Linked DNA regions of Mus musculus: region 1 is linked to region 2. Evidence: chromatin contacts called from public promoter capture Hi-C data. All regions are on one chromosome and are shown on one strand. Each heading gives the region's core, a stretch centred on a gene start, on an enhancer-like site or on the middle of the called end of the contact. The rest is flanking DNA. Distances are from core to core; before and after follow the strand shown.

Region 1 (3,000 bases), core at 444-2,943, 1.0 Mb before region 2:
CTTATCTTTCATATTACACAAATTATGCAAAACAGGCTACTAAACAGTTCAGTGGGTAAAGGCACTTGCCAAGAAGCCTGAGTACTGGAGTTCAATCCCCAAGATCCACTCTGTGGAAGGAAAACCAACCCCAGTAAGTTCTCCTCTGACTTCTGCATGCATGCCACGGCACAAGATCTCTCCAACAAATATACACAGAACAAAATATTACAGAGAAATCACAACACAGGATACAGAAGTAAAACACTAAGGCCTAACAAAAATGGAATAGCTTTCGCATTTCCACATGTGGTCCAGCAAACTGCGGCTTGAAATCTCCTCTCAACCTTCTTCAGCATTTTAATCTGTCACCTCTTTATGCTTTATTAAAAAACAAAAAAGTCTTCCACATCCTTTGACTGTACTATAGACTACTTTGCTGTACTTGCCTTATGTTTTTCTCGGGGCCATATATCCCGAAGGCGTATTAGATCGCCAGCTCCCTTTTGCCCAGTTCCTGTACCAGCAACCCAATGGCCACACTCACCAGGATAAGACAGGGTAACCATTTCCCTTTAACATTTCCAACTAAGATGAGTATGGCTTGATCTGAACACCTGTAATCCTCTTTAAGCCAGTTTTTAGGTCACCCCTATCTTCCGTGACGGTCTCAGGTCTCAACGTGGCTTGAGATAGACATCTCTCTCTACCGGGCAGTCTTTTCAGAACTTCCCAACGTCACTGTAAGGTCCCATTAACCTCCACATGCAGCCTACTTTCTTTCACAGGCCTCTAGGAAGGATCTGCTTTTGGGGAAACCAAGGTTCTCATATGATGGCTGTAAGTTTGGTCACTTTTATTTATACCTACCCCTGGAGTTAATTTCCATTCAGGAAAACGCGACTTTCCTACTGGTTCTTACACTTTCCGACTTCCCCCTTCTCAAGGAACGTGTTCACCTACCACCTCGACCTGAGCTCTCGCTTCCCTTGACCACCGGGCTCCTCGCCACTACTCACTTTGGGCTTTTCAGGAAGCTTCTTCCGGTTCTTCTTCTTTTGCTCCTCGCTTCTGAGATTCTTCAGCTGGGCTAGGTCGTCGGGGGCCGGAGTCGGCGGGGCCGCCTCCTCCCGTTTGCGGGGCGGGCTCCTTCGCTTCTTGCGGGCGCCGGCGCAAGCCGCGGCCCAGCCGTAACCTAGAAGGAAGAGCAGGAGCAGCCCGAGAGCGCCGGTGCCCACCAGGATCACCCAGCCCGGGTACCGCTTCGGCTCTAGCCCCAGGTCGAGGCCCAACTCCGTGCGCAGAAAACCTAGGCCGACCGAGAGCAACTCCCGCAGCCGGGCAGAGCCCTCCTCGGCCTGCTGGGCCAGCTCGTCCTGCCAGCTTCGTGCAGCCATCTTCCCTCCCGTCAGAGAGACTCGCGGGATGACGCCGGGGAGCGGAGCCGCCGCTGGAACAGTCGTGGGAGGCGACAGGGCCGCGACACCTCAGGCCGAGCGCATCGCGGCCAACCCTCACGCCGGAGTAGGGGATAGAGGGCCGCCGCCGCCACGGGGAGAGCCAAAGGTTCCCAGTCTCCGCAGCCGGCCTCACGCCGCCGCCACCAGGAGGACACGGGGCGGCGGGGACAGAGTGTCTCCAGAGGCGGCCGCTAAGCGGCGTCGGGGCGCCAGCGCCAGGACCCGCTGTCCTCCCCCGGCGGAACAATGGCGGCTCCGGCCGCGATCCACGCTGCGCGCGGAGGCCGGTCGGGTCACGTGGAGGCTGTGGGCGGGGCATGCGTCACATGGGGCGATGGGCGGGGCCGGGCGGACTCTAGTCTTGGAGTGGGGTCTCCTTGAGCTGTGTGGGTTTGGAGGCTTGGGGCGACTCGGAGCTTGCGAAGCGGGAGCTAGAAATCTGACGGTGGAACTCCTTCAGGCTCGGGCTTTCTGGATGCTGAGAGGGATTCAGGTGTGAGGCCTGCGCACGAGCAAGGCGGCCAAACCCATCGGAGTATGAGCAGGCTTTCCGCTCTCTTTCCTGCAGTGGTGGTGCAGTGGACCGGCTTTTTCTCCCTAGGTCAGGGGCCAGTTGGATGCTTCCAGAGGGAGCTCGGTGGACTCTGAGGCAGCGAGCACGTGTAATTCACATCCGAGTATTTCTTCGGGGCGGACTAGCATATTAACGTTTGCCAACGTTTGCGTCTGTTCTGTCGTTCACTCCTGCTGTCTGTTGTCAGGCTCCAGATTTAAAAAGTCGGCAAACCCGTGGGAGGCACTATTATTTTTCTACTGATTTGTAGCCTTAATAGGAAATATTGAGAGGAAGCCCTTAGACTGTATTTATATGCAAGAGAAGCATATTATTTTAAGCTTTTATACAACCCCAAAAGAATTGCAATTTTTGAATGCTTGTGTTGTCCAACAGTCAAATGTAGCATTAGAAGGAAACTAGGTGGGTTGGGGAATGTCGCTCAGCAATAGAACATGCTTACTGAACATATGCAAGGCTCTGGCGTCGATTCCTAGCACCAAAAATAAAGAGCTGAGGCGCTTCTTCCCTTCTTAATTTTAAAAATGCTTGAGGACTACCCTACTATTTGTATTTTGACTTTGCGGTAAGGAAACAGTGTCTATAATTAAATGTTAATTAGCATGTAAGCAGCTGAAGTAAATACAAACTAAAAACCTATTCATGTATTTTGACCCATCAGTATTGTAATGAGTCTTGTGATTAATGGGTGGAATAGAGTTTTATACGTAATAAGCTACTCTTGCTAAGCTTTTTTGCAGACTTATAATTAAGGGCTAAGTTATAAAGGCCAGAACCTTAAAATGAGATCTGCATGACCTCTAAAATTAACAAATTCCATTCATATTTTTGGAATAAGATTTATAACCCCACCTATTTGGGTTGGTCATAGTTTTTCTAAGAAGTTCTACTGATCGTTTTAGATCATCACCTGTGGATTTATGAATTAGAGAATTACAGAAATTGTAGGTTAGCATACTAGTCCCTTTGACAGTCTAGCAAGTAAAT
Region 2 (3,214 bases), core at 690-3,189:
ATCCTACTCCCTGGCTCCCATTCACAGTTCACTGGATATGGTAACAATATCCAAATTTTGTACATGTTCGAAAACACAAGGAAACCAGTCTTCCATACCACACAGACTTTCACAGCAGACATTGCCTGATCCCATCTGCTTATGTTCTGAGTCTTGGCTTCCTATTTTTCAAGTACTATTTCTGATAGTTAGGACAAAAGGAGTTTCAAGTTTGCCTTGCTCTTAAGTTTACGGTGAGGATTAGTAGGGTAATATAAGTAAGAAGTTTAAATGAACAATAAAAGTGTGTGGTCAGAGCACCATGAATATCAACTTGTACATTTCATAGTTGAATGACACATGAACCCACAACTGGCTATTTGGGAAAACAACCTGAGAAAGTCAGTCTTTTTCACTAAACAAAACATTTACTCTACCAGATAGACTTGAAATAGGTAGGTAAAAATATGCACCGGCACATGTCTGTGACCCCAGCACTAGCAGGGTGGAGACAAGAGGATTCCTGGAGCTCACTGGCCAACTGATCTAGCAGATTCACTGGACCCCCAGGTCCACTGAGATGTGCTGTCTCCAAAATTTAAAGAATAAAACCTTTGAGGAAGATACCTGTGTTAACCACAGGTCCATACACACATGTACATACACACACACATAATGAAGTTAAAATCTAAAGAGATCAAGTGACAATTCAAAGTCATTGATTTTGGTTTTATGGGGGGGGGGGGTTGTGGAACTTGGGGTCTAGGAAGCAAAACTACAGCAGTGATCAACTGTATTAAAGCACTCTTTATGTGTCATGCACACAAATTACTTTCCTCACTGTGACATATTTTGTTTTCTTCATTCACCTGCAACTAAACCAACCCTTGTCTAAGGAAAATAGACATTGTCCAGTCTTAGATTCATGAGAAGTGTCTGGATTTAAATACAAGTCAGCGACATGGTTCTGCTTTGAGATGTACCTTTGTACCTTGTAAATACATTATATATTTTGGTAACAACGCTGGCTCAAACCAAAAGTGGGGAGAATAAAGCACAAGCAAGCAAGAGTTCAGGTTATTTTGTTTTAGGCAAAATATATTTAATCCAACCAATGGAGATAATAAGGTGCAGGAGTCTAGTAACTAACAACTACAAAGAATCAAACTCCTCTTGATTAACCACAGAGATTGCAAAACACTTAACTCTGAGAAAACAGAGGCGAAAGCCTGTGTGTCTGATGTCTCCATTTCATATTCACTGTGCCATTCATATATTTTGCTCATTCTGCTGCATTTCCTACGCATTTGTCCACTTCATTCATTCAGTTCTACTTCACAGTCAATTATTGGATATTGAGTACGACTATGTATGACAAGTCAGACGCTGACAACTCGAAAATGGGGCCTTTCATATCAGAAATGAAAGAACAGAACTAGGTAGAAAGTGAAAGAAACCACCAAAGCTCTCCCACCCCGTCCTGGTAAAGCCTCTTGCAAGTCAGTTGACTAGGGAAAATTCCAGATAGGGCCTTGAAGGAAGCTCCTAGGCAGTCCAGGGACGGTGCAAGAGACCTTGAAGAAGAGACAGGCACCAGCAATTTTGGTCTCTGCCTCTGGGTTTCAGTGTAACTGCAGGCAGTCTCGTCCTATGCAAGGGCACTCCAGCCCGATCAGGAAGCTCTCTGGCAGCCAGGCCGGCTGACCTCAGCCCACCCTCCCGCCTCTGGGGAGCAGCTGGTCACCCACAGCCTGGGGGGCACTCACCTGATCACGAGGCTCTGCGGAGCAGCAGCGGCCACAACACCCGGTGAGGCCTGCAGACCACAGGCACGTTCGGGGGCGGGACCAGGAAGGTCCTCAGAGCGCACTGGAGCCACAGGGCGGGCCTCCAGAGGCCTCAGGAACAGCCCGGAGCCCCAGTAGTCTGCAGGCCTGGCTTCTTTGTGTGCCAGGACAGCTGTGGAGCCCTCCCTGGCCGGTGGGCGGAGACAAAGGTGCAACCGTCAGCCAGGCCCGAGGCCTGGGCTTTAACTGAGACTGTGGCTGGCTGGACCCGACCCTGAAAGGTCTCCTTGAGCCTGACTTAAGGCAAGTAGGGTCCCCAAGGCCTGGCTTCAAGAGACTTTGTTGGAACCGTCAAACTCCTTCCCAACAAAAGCAACTCAACAGTTATTTTGTTCATGTTATCAATCACCCAGTAGCTAGGGAGGATGGATATGCGGGAAGATGGCCCAGGACTTTGAGGCTTAGCAAGGGCTACAGAATAAATGAGACCCTGTCTCAAAAACAAAATGAAGCACCAGGTTATTTTCTCCCTTCCTTAATAGTTGAAAGACTGTAAGAAAGGAGGTGATCATGAAGGCAGGGGTCATGATCTAAAACTAGGAGATCAGAAAGTCATTTTCAGTCTAGGCATTGTATCAGGGAAAGAGCAATGCTATACTACTCTTGTAGTACATGTGCGCATATTTTTGGCCCATTTATCTATCTGTCTATCTATCTATCTATCTATCTATCTATTCATTCATTCACTTTACATCCTGATCACAGTAGCCCCTCTGCTTTCAGCTCCCCCTTCCCACAGCCCCTGTTTTATCCTCTGCCCCCTTCTCCTCTGAGAAAAGGAAGGACCCCCTTGTGAACCAGTATACCCTGACACATCAAGTCACTGCATGACTTCAGTAGTTTGGGGACCTGCATAAAGTCCAAACTGCAACATGTGCACATGTTTTTAATGTTTTATGTTTTGATAAGTCCAAATTTCTTTACTTAGCCAGACTCTTATCAAAGTTATCTTTGTAAAATACTTTCCAGTTCCTGTCTCTCCTCTTAAAACACACACACACACACAGACATACACACACACAAAACCAAGGAAAAACTTAGGCATGCTGATCCATGTATGTGTTATCTCAAAACACAGAAAATAGAGGCAGGGATATTTTGAGTTTCAGGCTAACCTGGGCTACATAGGTAGATGCTAAGAAAAAGAAAACTCACATACTTAAAAAACAGGAAAGAAAAAATTAAGCATATACAAAGAAAATCATTTTGAGTCCTTTCACCTATGTACAATATAACAATCCCTCTAAACTTTGACTAGTCGCGTTGCCTTTCACAAAATATCACTTCTGTGAGGTATTCAAGGGTCTTTTCAACATGGTCCTAGCTGGCCTTTCCACAAATGGTCCCTGGGGAGTCATATCTAGTCCCAATGATTTACATTTCTCTGA

Evidence for each region. Capture Hi-C pulls out chosen DNA fragments and counts their contacts.
Region 1: a promoter capture Hi-C map of adipose tissue shows a contact between it and region 2. The contact joins the promoter of Mtdh here to the promoter of Cpq in region 2. A contact is called at or near these places in 1 of 115 datasets of contacts at active chromatin or transcription factors (astrocytes) and 1 of 9 other capture datasets (adipose tissue).

The regions. Positions count from the first base shown.
Region 1 is chr15:34,081,412-34,084,411 of GRCm38.p6, reverse strand. It overlaps Mtdh (metadherin), which reads right to left and starts at 1,693. Exons shown (of 12, transcript NM_026002.5): 1 at 999-1,693. The coding sequence starts at 1,376. Gm41291 reads left to right here and starts at 1,186. Exons shown (of 1, transcript XM_011245387.3): 1 at 1,186-2,670. The coding sequence starts at 1,405. The coding sequence ends at 1,938.
Region 2 is chr15:33,081,854-33,085,067 of GRCm38.p6, reverse strand. Cpq (carboxypeptidase Q) reads right to left here and starts at 1,939. Exons shown (of 8, transcript NM_176073.4): 1 at 1,746-1,939.